Regions from separate parts of the Mus musculus genome. Here all the other regions are linked to region 1. A link is a contact called in public HiChIP or PLAC-seq and promoter capture Hi-C data. All regions are on one chromosome and are shown on one strand. The core of a region is the stretch at or near the end of the contact, and the rest is flanking DNA. Distances in the headings are between cores, read along the strand shown.

What was found. Promoter capture Hi-C pulls out the DNA fragments that hold promoters and counts their contacts. HiChIP or PLAC-seq counts read pairs in DNA pulled down with a chosen protein or histone mark.
Region 2: a promoter capture Hi-C map of cranial neural crest shows a contact between it and region 1. The contact joins the enhancer-like site here to the promoter of Rars2 in region 1. A contact is called at or near these places in 3 of 39 promoter capture datasets (cranial neural crest, frontonasal cranial neural crest and hippocampal neurons) and 1 of 115 datasets of contacts at active chromatin or transcription factors (embryonic forebrain).
Region 3: an H3K4me3 HiChIP or PLAC-seq map of stem cell-derived neural progenitor cells shows a contact between it and region 1, with 3 times the contacts expected there. The contact joins the enhancer-like site here to the promoter of Rars2 in region 1. A contact is called at or near these places in 3 of 39 promoter capture datasets (embryonic stem cells, hippocampal neurons and liver), 3 of 115 datasets of contacts at active chromatin or transcription factors (acute myeloid leukemia, neural tube and stem cell-derived neural progenitor cells) and 1 of 9 other capture datasets (adipose tissue).

The regions. Positions count from the first base shown.
Region 1 is chr4:34,612,564-34,616,710 of GRCm38.p6, forward strand. It overlaps Rars2 (arginyl-tRNA synthetase 2, mitochondrial), which reads left to right and starts at 2,394. Exons shown (of 20, transcript NM_181406.4): 1 at 2,394-2,463. The coding sequence starts at 2,428. Orc3 (origin recognition complex, subunit 3) reads right to left here and starts at 2,379. Exons shown (of 20, transcript NM_015824.4): 1 at 2,302-2,379. The coding sequence starts at 2,346.
Region 2 is chr4:33,448,677-33,452,823 of GRCm38.p6, forward strand. The region is part of intron 14 of Rngtt (RNA guanylyltransferase and 5'-phosphatase); the gene reads left to right. Among named protein-coding and RNA genes, the nearest start is that of Mir8118, 13 kb to the left of the region's middle. Within about 2 kb of position 1,850, at least 12 of the 459 cell types and tissues checked have an H3K27ac peak or open chromatin away from gene starts, as enhancers often do.
Region 3 is chr4:33,496,492-33,500,638 of GRCm38.p6, forward strand. It overlaps Rngtt (RNA guanylyltransferase and 5'-phosphatase), which reads left to right. Exons shown (of 16, transcript NM_011884.3): 15 at 2,460-2,583; 16 at 3,747-4,147. The coding sequence ends at 3,910. Among named protein-coding and RNA genes, the nearest start is that of Gm52726, 11 kb to the right of the region's middle. Within about 2 kb of position 2,165, at least 22 of the 459 cell types and tissues checked have an H3K27ac peak or open chromatin away from gene starts, as enhancers often do. A contact at or near this core is called in stem cell-derived neural progenitor cells, where this site is marked.

The DNA.
Region 1 (4,147 bases), core at 1,144-3,643:
TGAATTACTTGTACGTATTTCTAACAAGTGCATGGTAGCATGACAAGCTTATTACTGCATTCTTTCCATATACACGTTACAGCCAGTTATAGAATGGATAGTAGTATAACAAATATTAGCACAAGGATATGAATATAAGCAACAAACATTAATGAACAGTAATGTGGCTAACCACCTTAACCATCAGCCAAAAAATATGACAAAAAAAACCCCCAACAATACTTGATATGTTTAAGGAGGAAAATAAATTAAAACGTTGGCAGTTCCATGAATTCTGGAAATTGTCCTTAAAGGTTCTTATTTATATAATATTTCTTTCATGATTATCAACACAGATATTTCTATTAGGGCAAAAAGAAAAGTGCTTTTCTGAAAAAACTATCATCTCCAAGTTTTATAGAAATGATGGCTTTTTGAAAAAAAAAAAAAATTCTCCTTCTCTGGAAGGGCTGGAGAAGCAGCTGTGGTAAAGCTTTTGTGTAGTGTGCACAAAGTCCACATTGTTACATTCACCACCAGAAAAGAGAACGCAATGAAGTCTTAAGCAACAAACAGGATTAGGAGTTAGGGCACTCAAAACATCTGGAACTTTGTAGCCAAGGAAAAATAAAAATAGGAATAAAGCTAAAAAAACCACAAAAGTCTTTAACTAGGAACTGGGTATGGTGGTGCACACCCTTAATCCTAGCACTTGGCAGGCTCAGGAAGGCAGGAGAGTTCAAGTTCAGCCTGATCTACATATAGAGTTGCAAACCGATAAAGGCACATCGAGAGAACATGCCTCCAAAAAATTAATTAAACCACAGTGTTTGTTCTCTTTGAAATGTAGTCTTTGGGGGTACTGCTTGTCATTGACCATTTTAATCAAAATTAAATGTCTGGTGCACCGTTACCTTTCATCACTAACACACTTCTCAAATGTCTTAACCCTCAGCCAGAACCGTACCATGTGTAAAGTGTCTCCATTTCTGTTGAACTGTGACAATTTCTTTAAGCGGCAGTTGCGTTTCTTGGACTAAAATGACTTGCCTTTATATCCTTGTCTTCCCTGCTCCATCTCCCCTCAGGAATGCCCAGTTAGAAAAAGTGTATATCTATCACCTAAACTTCACAAACTGAGGAGTCATTCGCTGCTTACCTCCAGCAACAACCTAGTGGGCTGTGCGCCAAAACCAGAGAGCATTTCAATGTCCTCCAGCGGGTTCACCCCGTAAAAACACTGAAGGGGTCTCACTCTGCCCCGTGGGCCAGAGTTCCCTTCACTGGCTCTGCTGTGTTGCTGCCTGCCTGCCTGCTTGCCTGCCTGCCTGATTCTGATGTTAACATCACCCCTAACAGACCTGTTATAAAAGAAGACAGCCCACTTCAGTGTTCCCCTGTAGCCCCAATTACGAAACCTTTCAGAAGTCTGTTATTTCAGCTTCCTTCAGGAGTGTCCTTCTGTTCTTAGAACAGGAGTCAAGTCTTACTTTACAAGGCATAGCAGCACAGACCAATAGACCTTTCTTTTCCATCTGCTGCCCTGTTTGATATTCTTGAAATATGGTTGCTAATGGTAAACTTAATTTTAAGTTATCTTAATTCCAGATGTAGCCACAGGCTCCTAGGGGGCAATACAAGCCTAGGATTTCTCCTCTTACAAACTACAATTTGACTAGCACTCCTTTGCCATCGAGTAGTCCACAACCCCTCAAAACACTCATCTGAATTACATTTTTATTCTGGTTTTTCCTAATGCTCCTCTCTCCACTCACGGGTTAAACTGCTCTTTTTACTTAATACGCTCTTTTATTTCTACATTCTAAGGCAAAGACCATCTTATTCTGCTCTCCCAAACTAATGCTTTATATTTTGCCAAGATTCTTATTTTTCAGACCTTAGCCAAACTGTCACTTTCTCCAAGAATTTCCTCGGTCTCCCAGAAACCTTGGTTCGTCCCTCCTCTCTTAGAACTTTTCTCCTTGCTAATGAGCCAATTCAAGATCAGCTGCTTATGAGTATTTCTGGGAACAGAAATCTATTTTTGCCTCCATCTGCATCTCGGTAACTTAAAGCACAGTGTGAATTTATGGAGGGGGAAGAGTGGGGGAAGCGGCAGGACGCAGCACATTCTGGGGGCAGCCGCTCTCCTAGCCTTGGCGCCATGGCCTAGTTGCCCAGAGCAAAGCTTGCCTCGAACCCGGACCTGGGCAAAGCCGCCCGAGTCCTGTTCTCCGCGGAGCCAGAGCTGATGCCCATCAAACCTCGTCGGACTTGCCAAACAGGCACCGCGAATCTGAGGCGAGCGCCACCCCCACGTACCTTAGACACGGAGGAGGTGGCCATAGTCCGCGGCCCCGTGTGCATGCGCACTCCACACTTCCGCGCGCCCTGGCGGAAGCAGAGGCGACTTCCGGCGCGGAGGCGGGGCGTGCGGGAAAGGGAGGCATGGCGTGTGGCTTTCGTAGGTCGATCGCCTGTCAGGTACAGTCCAGAGCGGCGAGCCAGCGGGAGCCAGGGCCGGAGGGTGCAGCCTAGGCCGACCCTGCCTCCTCCTTGCGCTGCGGAGTGGGAAGATCCTCGAGAGCCCTGAGTGCTCACTGTCTTCTCATTTCCCGTTCTTAATGCTTTAACCTGGGCGGACTGTCCAGAGGCCATGATTAGACCCTGTAGAAATTAATGTTCCTCCTTCGTTTATGCCCTTTATTTGCTCTCATGAATAACCTGGTAGGATATATCTCGAATAAGAAATTTTGTAGCTTACTAAACCTGTAGGCGATGCTCTCCCGAGGAAAAGCTCTAAATCCGGACTTGGAGACCATTGGATAAAATAGATGATTTAAAAGGCATGCTAAGGGCTGCGGAGATGGCTCCGCGGGTGAAGTGCCTGCTATACAAGCATCTGTGCCTGCGTTTGAATTTCCAGAACCTAGGTTGAAAAACCTGCATAGCTAAGGAAGTCTGAAACCACACTTCTGAGAGGTGGAAACAGAAACCGGTGGCTCCAGCCTCTGGTTCGGTGAGAGTCTGCCTCAAATAAGGTGGAGAAAGACACTTGACCTGTACTCCTCGCGTGTTTAGCGCAGCCTATCCTGCCTGGAGTTTGCTAGTGCTAGCACAGACTTAGGCCCGCTGTGGCTGGGTTGTTTTAGACAATTCTGAAAGATGGTGCATATACTTCTTAGGTAGTTCTGTGGGAATTAAGCTCCAGCCTACAGAGATGACTTTAATGTGTTATCTGTGTGTCTGTGTTTGTATGTTCCTTCATGAGGACAGGCCACAGGTTGCCTGTGTTTCCTCCAGTCACTGTCCACCTTTCCCCCCTCTCCCCTAAGGCAGATTTTCTCCCCGAACCTGGAGTTTACCCGTTTAGCTAGGTTGGTTAGCCAGGGAGCTGCAGGTGTAATGGCAATTCTGCTGTTAGCTGAGTTCATTGCATGGTACAAGCAAAAAACAACTGACTGTCTGGGAAAGACAAAATGCAAGAGAGAAAGAAGACAGAGGCAGAGTGAAACTGTTTTTATTAAGGCAGGCCTATCCTCCGGAATGAGGGACGGGAAATCCAGAGTTGGGGAGCCTGTGGCTGGATGAGGGTGGGGAAGGGTGCCGGTGTCTCAGGTTTTCTCCATTGGCTGTGCACGCCCCATTGGCTCACCAAAGAGATGATCGCAGGCTTTTATGCACAGCTTGCTCAATTAAGGAAGCGGCCATGCTTTAAAGACCCTTCTCTATCTTTACTCGTCCTTTCTAGCTGTTAACCACGACTCTCTGCTGACCTTTATCCCAAGAAGGCAAGGTCTGTCCTTAGACCTTGCAGGTGTTAATGCTCTTAAGCTCTTGGCAGGCTCTGTAAGCCATTAGTTAAGTTAGCCTCTGCTTTCTTTGTTCTTGTGTTTATGTGACCAGCTTTTAGTTTTACCATGGCAGGAAATTAACACCTGTCATAACCACTGTCCACACGGATCTCCGGCTCTCCACTCAGAGGGAAGAAAGGATAGCAGATGCTGCGGCCAACTTTGACTGACTGGACCAGCAACATGGGTTCACGTTTCCCCAATCTCCATAGTTCCAGTATGGATGCAGTTTCGTGGAGCAGCAGAACAAAGAGTGATATTAGTAAAGCAAAGCATTTAAAAAATAGATTGATGGCACCATCAGCGAGGCTGGT
Region 2 (4,147 bases), core at 600-3,099, 1.2 Mb before region 1:
ATTTGATCTTGAACCACACAGCAGAGCAGTATTGGCCTTTGGCTGCCAGACCCAGGTCCAGGTCCTAGAGATTTTCCTGTAGGAACTTGAGAGGCTGGCCTTTCTTTGACCAAGCAGAGTAGAGCAGTCAACCCAACAGTATTCACAGCCTTGTGCAGATTCCTGGTAACAGGTAAGAAAGACATAAGGAAGTTTTTCTCAGTGATTACTGTTACTACAACCTAGATGGGATAGCGGGTGTCCCACTCTATTTGGAGACCTTAGAGTTCCTTCTAATTTCTCATATACTGGGAAGCTTTTAAAGTAAACATTTAAAGTGCCATAGTCAGAAGGTCTCTGGAGAGTTTGAGGACCATCTATTAAGTTTACTTGTGTTAGGTTTAACCTTGAGAACCTTGAGCTTTAGCAGACTAAATAAAAGTCATTCCTATAATTAATTACATTTGAACTTAGCATGACTAAGTATAGTTCTGACTGTTAGCGTCCATGTCTTAACCATTTTTAACAGTTTATAACAATTAGTACATTTTTATAAGATTAGGAATTTACAGTTTTATCTCCACTGAGTTTGAACCTTATAAGAGAATATTTTCTGAATTGAACCTCTTTTAGTATAAAAATAAATCTTTAAATCACACAGTCCATAAGGAAACTGGTAACTTCTTTCTTGGTGCTTTTTTAGTGTATACCATTTTAGAATATTATAGTTTCTTTTATGACTCAGTTTATCACACTATCTAAAGCTTATTAACAAGGTTATCGAAGACAAGGTGGTTAGACCTACATCTGCAAATCAGTTTCCGCTAGCCTGGATAGACTTTAGGTAAGAAGAGACATTCTATGGGCTCTTTGCCAGACTGCTTAGGTCATTATCTTGCTGCATCATAGAATAGGAATATCCTAGTTTCTGGTGTTTGGTGCTTATAGCAGTTGCCACAACAGTAGCCATTTATGTATTTATTTTAAGATTACATATTAATAAGGACATCATAGCAGAAAACATTTTATAAATGTCCCATAGCCTTAAAAATTTAAATATTTTAAAAGCTGATCTTTAAAAAAATCCAGTTTTTTAAATTTATATTTCCTTTTAAAGAAGTTTAAATTCTAAACTGTAGGCTCCTGCAATATCAAAAATAAAGTACCCTTTTTAAAGTACCCTATTTTACTTTAAGTGGTAAGAAACAGAGTAGAACCACAGTAAGGCAAAAACGAAAATTTAAGCAGTGCAAACAATTCAGTGCTCAGTGTCTGGTATTCATTCATAGTCTCAGGGCCTCCCCAAGAGGCTGAGGTCACCTCTCCGGCCCCAGCCTGGCAGTGCTTATAGCCTGTCTTCTGTGCTCCATCTGGCTCCATTTTATTATGGCTATTGTTTCTGGGGGCCATCACTTGGCACAAGCATTCCCAAAACTGCTGGAATCCCTCTCCTGGGCTCTTTTTAGTAACTTCAGCCCTGCCACACAATGCGAACTCTCAGCTGCTCTTCATGACTGACCCCTTTATGACTTTAAAACCAGAACTACCTGGATGACTCTACATTATAACATTAGGCTACCAGCACAAGGTATTTTCTTGTATATAAATGCATGGAGATGCAGCTTTAATACCTTATTAAAGAAGGAACTGTTTTAAATGTTATCTCTCATAAACCTCATTTTTTATGACTTTGTTTTCAGGACAGAAATTATCATATGAAACTCTATACTAGTTGAAAATATCTTGGAGTCGTCCTTGGTTGTTGTCTATCATGCGGATACCTTTCCATCAAGACGGTGGTGAAGTCTCCTGACATTCACCCTCTCCAGCTCTAGCAAAGATGCTGCCAGCTATGTGGCTGCTTCTGTCCTGACTGGGGACAGCAGATAAGGCAAGCCACATGTTGCTTATATCCCAAAATGGTGTCACTACAACACACGGTTCCTTTAAGATATCTAAATATAGAGCCGGGTGTGGTGGCGCACACCTTTAATCCCAGCAGAGGCAGGCGGATTTCTGAGTTCAAGGCCAGCCTGGTCTACAGAGTGAGTTCCAGGACAGCCAGGGCTACACAGAGAAACCCTGTCTCGAAAACAAAAAACAAAAAAGATATCTAAGTATAGATTTTAAACTTTCAACAAGCACCCTGTGTTACAAGTTTTAAGTTAAATTTTTTGCTGCAATTTTAGCCATACTCAGTAAACTTTCAAATCTTGAGGTACAGAAAGTTTCCATGATAGTCTTACAAATCTTGAGATAAGGTTTATATCTTAGCAAAGGTATTAGGCAGTAAATGAAACCAGTAGTCCAATTTTTGGCATTTTTCTTTGTTCTCTTTTCCCCATCACAGAATTAGGTGGCTTGCCTGACACAGAACATAGAAGAAAATGCTTTTAAATAAGCATGATTGGGTATAGAGAAGAGAGGGCCAAAGTCCAACTCCAGAGCTAGCTTTTCAATAAAGTAGAACAGCATAGAACAACTTTAATATTACCCACACACAAAAGACATTAGAGTCCTGGTAACCTGAATCCAGGGACCAGAAAGCCCAGAGATAAATTTTTAGCCCTGGCTATCAAAGTAGCCATGGCAAGTGGCTTTAGTGTTGGTGGCTGGTGGCAGCAGAGATAGCAAAAACAAAGCAATAGTACATAACACAGAAAAGTCCACGTACTCAAAGGAGACCAGTCAGACACAAAACATGTAGCTAACATCATTCATACATTCAACTGACCCATATTCATCTTGGCTACCACATTTGCAATAAAACTTACAGACAGACCAGAAAACACACACACAGACAAAGCTTTCCAAACAGCTAGAACCAGGCAGGTGACATCTTGCTCTTTGACCTGAGCCAGAGTGTATTTGGGTCCTGTCAAACCCGTCTACATCCCAGACTGAGATCCCACAGCACATAACCAGACTGTGACTTACTTGGGGAGGCCTCTGTAGATGGCGGCCACTTTTCTCAGCACTGCAGTTTACTCTGCAGGGTAACAAAAGCACTGTGAGGAGCAGTGGAACATCGGAAGACTGCACCTCCTGAGGCCCCTTCAGCACTATAGTTTGTAGTGAAGATCCTGCTTTTGAGTTTGCATAGGTGGTGGTCTGAACTCATTGGAAACCTCCAGAAAAACGTTAATTCCATTGGGTGAAAATAAGACCACTACCACAGATCTTGAACAAGATTTGAAGCATGTTTTATTTAAAAATACTGTCCTGATGAACACTTAGCCAGATCCATACCAGGATTCTCCGAGAGTGGCTGTGTGTTACCTTCGACCCGTGCTAATAAAGGCAGTATCCACAAGACTATGTGCTTTTTGCTTTTGTCCAAGCAGGGACAAACTGTACCTACTACTTCTTCCTAACTTCCCGCCTGTTTGCCTCCCGCCTACTTGTGATCAAGTACGTCCTGTGCAGTTGAGGCAACCTACCTTAGTGGCTTGTTATTTTTCATGAACAGCCCAGGAAGTTAACCTGTTCTGGGGCAAATGGATGGGGTTTACAGGTTAGAGGCATTTTTGTTTCATAGGTCTCTTAAGCACAGTAATTAAAACATAACTTTAGTTCTTGCAGTATGTTCAGTTTGGTGGTGGGAGTTTTTTATTGTTTCTTGCCTTGGGAGTTTCTGCTACTTATTTGAAAGTTGTACTTAAATTTCTTTCTGTCTGCATACATGATGTAGTTTTGTACTTTGAAAAAAACCAGTTTTTTTTACTTAGCTTGAACAGGATATGCCTACTTTTAATAGAGGGTAATTAATCTTAATATCAACATTATTTTGTAATGATGAAAAATGTATATTTAGAATTAGCCAGCTAGACTCAGTTTAGATGATCCCAATTTTGTTGGCAACACCCAGAGCATCATAATCAGGAGCCAACTGAACATACACCTTCTTTTCTCCATTAGGTTTTATCAAGGTACTGACTTTGGCCACATCAGAATCACAGACTTTCTTCATAGCTTGTTTGATCTGTGCTAATTGGCCTTGACATCCACAGTGAACATAGTACGTCTTCAATCTTCTTATTGTCTGGCTTAGTGATTGGGGGAATTTGATGATGGTGTGTTCTCGTTGTGGGGTATTAGGCTGGAAGGTGGTGATGTGCAGATCTGCTTCTTTCTGTGGTTGTGGACCCTGTCAGCACTGCCTTCTTGG
Region 3 (4,147 bases), core at 915-3,414, 1.1 Mb before region 1:
TGTTTTTAATGGCTTCAGAGCAAACTGAACGCTCTCTCTAAGATGCTCACTTGATATGGCCACCCAGCGGGGCAGCTATATGCAGGCTCCTGCTCTACCATCAGAAGTAGTTTCACCTACTTTGTGCAGGTTGCCAACTAATTGTTTTTATGCATTGCTTTTATGATCTGAAAGTGTGCTCCTATTCAAATTAGTAAATAAATTTAATGTAATAATGGGTAAACTCTGAAATTCTAATTTATAAATATTTACATACTCAGGAACTCAAACTAGGATAACAAAGTTGATGTAAGAAGACAGCAGGGATCCTCTTTCAGTTAATAATGATATGTAATTGTCTTCAGAAGACTATGGATGCTGAAATTAAGTCACTCTTCTGTACTCTAATTTTTTATGTGACCATTAGTGAAAACTTTAGTGTGTTACATATGAGAGATGGTATTTTTTTTCCCAGTTAAATGTAACTAGTGAAGAACACTGTTTCTTGTTGAATATGGACATCAATTTAAAGTAGTAGTGGCTGGTGCATTCATTTTCTAGAAATATTTTTCCAGATTGGTAGTATTTGGCCAAGCAGCTATAGCAGCTAGATAATAATACTGCTTAAGTCTGAAACTGAGAACACAAGAGTGATGAGCTTTATGACACTTAACTTCCGGTTGCTAGCCAGTAACTAGCTTCTGAAATGCCGAACATGTGCTTTTGCTGACAGCTGTTTTTCAGAGTGTGCCTTTTGGTGTCAGCATGATTCCTTTAGTGAGTTTGCTTGTAAAGTTGCTTAAAATCATAAGCAGAGTTTCTTGTTAAAAGAAATAAAAGAAGATAGAAATAAATGGAAAGCTTTTGAGTAGTCATGGCTCAGGAGAGAATGTTATCAGAATATCCATAGAACTTAACAGCAGTCTTGAGATCCTGCATAAACGGAACAAAACCCTAACAGTGTCTTTTGTAGAAGTAGAAAAAGCTGTGCTAGCATTCACATGGACTCTTAAGGAATTCACTTAGCTGACAAATAGCAAAGTCGCAGGCCTCACACCCCTGGCCTCTATTGCAAAGCTCCAGTGCTTTAAATAGCACACTTGATCACTGACACAGACAAGTAGATCACAGGAACTAGCAAAATAGCGTCCCCCCCAACCCGCCTCAAGATAGATTTAATAGCATATACCTATGATCTCATAGTACATGGAAAATTAAAACTGAAAAATCAGGAATTTGGGGACATGCTGATATATATAAATATATATGGATATTCTGAATATATATATGTATACATATATATGTATATATGTGTGTGTATATATATATATATATACATTTTATATATATATATATCAACTAGAGCAGGCAGTACAGAGAGCATCTGTAGAGGGGTTAAGTTTACAGAGCCTGGGCCTGTAGACCTTGGTTTTGGACCAGTTATTAGACCTGTTGAAAATGCAAATGATCCATCCAATCAAATGCAATATTCATCTAGAGGAAAGACAATTGGAAAGTTTTTATGAAGACACACCCTGACTAATCTAAATTGAAAGCAGCTTCTAAAAATTTGCATCTCTTCATCTTCCTAGGTGGTAGTGAATATGTGGGCAGAAAATGAGAGCATTTCAAATAATGCTAATGAAGTTTAGTGATTACAATCTACCATATTGTAAGAGAGTGTGTGTTGTTAGTTCTGAAGGATGAAGACAGAATTCAAATATTACCATGACTGGCATTTGATTGGAAAAGTGCAGAGATAAGCTTTAGGTTCCTTTTATGAAAACCATCCTCCTAGCCTGATGGAATATCTTCTCAGACGTACCATAGTTACCATGGATACTTGGTGGCTTTGATAGAGTATGTTGTAATCCATATTCAATCATCTGAGGTAAAGAAGCCAAGAAACACACCAGCTAAAGTCAGCATAGTTTCCTTTCTAAATCTATACTCTCTGCAAGAATGAAAGGGGAAAATAGCCCGAGGAGTAAGTTTGGATTTAAAAACTGACTGATTCGATCCTAGTATTTATTTTTATGTAGCTTTTTACCTATAATAAAGATAATGGGGGGTGGGGGTGGCATAGGAATCTACATGATGAGATCTTTCTGAAAGTTGGTGAACCCTAAGCAGTGAACTCATTGTCTGAAAGCCACAGAAACACAGACAGGATTGAAGGCATTGTCCCCATGGTAACATATTTGCATTTGGCCCAGAAGTGGCTGCTTTCTGCTTAGCTTCTTTTAATTGCTATATATTGACAGCCATTTTCACAACTCTGAAGTGTCAGATACATGAGCATGTGTACTGGGAGTGTGCACCATATCTTCAGGCTTGATTAGACACTTCAGATGACAAAGAGCTCCGCTTGAAGAATTACTGAGGTGTTTTTGGCATTTCCTAATGTGTCTGTCACATAGTAGAAGCAAAAAGCCTTTCAAATGATTTAAAATATTTTCATCAATTCTCTTTTAAAACAGGTGACAAAAGAACTAAAACAGTATGACAACAAAATTATAGAATGCAAATTTGAGAACAATAGCTGGGTCTTCATGAGACAGAGGATAGACAAAAGTTTCCCAAATGCCTACAACACAGCCATGGGTGAGTATGAGAGTGACCAATACAGTAAGTTCAGAAAATTATGTCGTCAAAGACCACATGTCCTGTTGATGCTGTCCTGAATAATGGGTTAGGTAGTCAGGCCTGGACCTTGTTAGTTGCTAAAGAGCTGCCCTGTGTGCCCGAAAGGGCAAAAGAGGGAAGGGTGATGGTTGCATACTAGATTAACTTAATGAATTGTTAAAAAAAAAAAAAAGCCATGATAATTTCTGTTCTATTCAAAACTATTAAAACAATTGTTTGCCAGATGGGTAAGAAGCAGAATTAGCAAGGGAAAAATGTAATTTCTAGCTCCTAAAATAACTTTACAAACAATGGAGAGAAAGTAAATGAAAACTGTAAAACATAAGAACTGCCCTGCTATCCTTCAGAATGCTCTTTGGCTGTGGTGTGAATGCCTTGGAGTCATCTCCATGTTTCAGATGTACTGACAGTAGAGGCGGTTTATAAAAGGCTAGATCAGTGCAGTGGGCGGCGGCTCACTTGTCCAGTGTCCACTGCTGGTGGCGATCAGGATCCTGAGAAGCAGGAAGAGGAGAGAGGCAGCCAGTTCACTCTTTCATTTTAAAAGATACTGTTTCACATTCAGGGACCTTTTTTGGAAGTAACATCTATGCTCAGACAAGATGAGTTCATTCCATTCTTTTCTCCCTCTTTCCCAAAACAAACAAATAAAATATCATAAAATGAGAAAATTGGTTTTTTTTTTTTGATTACTCAAGAAAAGATGTTTTGTTTATTAGGCTATTTTATTATATGTTCTTCACCTAAATGATTAAAATAACAATATGGATGGAAGCTACCATGAAAACTTCCTATTCTATAGTGGCATTGGCTATTATTGTTGTATTTCACAGAATGGCCATCTTTCTGACAGAATGACTTAAAAACTGTAGTATACTTTCCTGCATAGAAGTTTTAATTAAATACAGATTTTCATGAAGTATGCTGTACTAGGTTAAAACCCCTTAACGTCTTTGCTTAAAATTAATACTCTAGCAATGAGTGACCACCAAAACAGTACCTGAGGCCTGCTTGCCCATCATGAAATGCCATGATTTCACAGAGCTGCATGCAGACCACCCTCAGCCTGTAGTGAGTCAGCCACCTTAATCACCTGACATGTTTTCCTCCTTTGTCCACAGCTGTGTGCAATAGCATCTCGAACCCTGTCACCAAGGAGATGCTGTTTGAATTCATTGACAGATGTGCAGCAGCCGCCCAGGGACAGAAGCGGAAGTATCCCCTGGACCCTGACACGGAGCTCATGCCGCCCCCACCGCCCAAAAGACTGCATCGGCCAACCTAGTCCGTGCCTCTGAGAGGAAGAAAAATGCTGTTGTCTCATTTTCTCAACCAGAGAAATTAAAGAGACGAGCGGCTTCGTACTGGTACACGTGTTTTAAGGGAAGACATAGTCAGCCTGTATATATTTGGTACATTTGTTTCCTTGGAACTACAGTACATCATGGACCTAAATATTTTATTTATACCTGATAAATTCAGCCTTACCCTGTGGAGTCTACAGATTGAAATACCCAAAGGT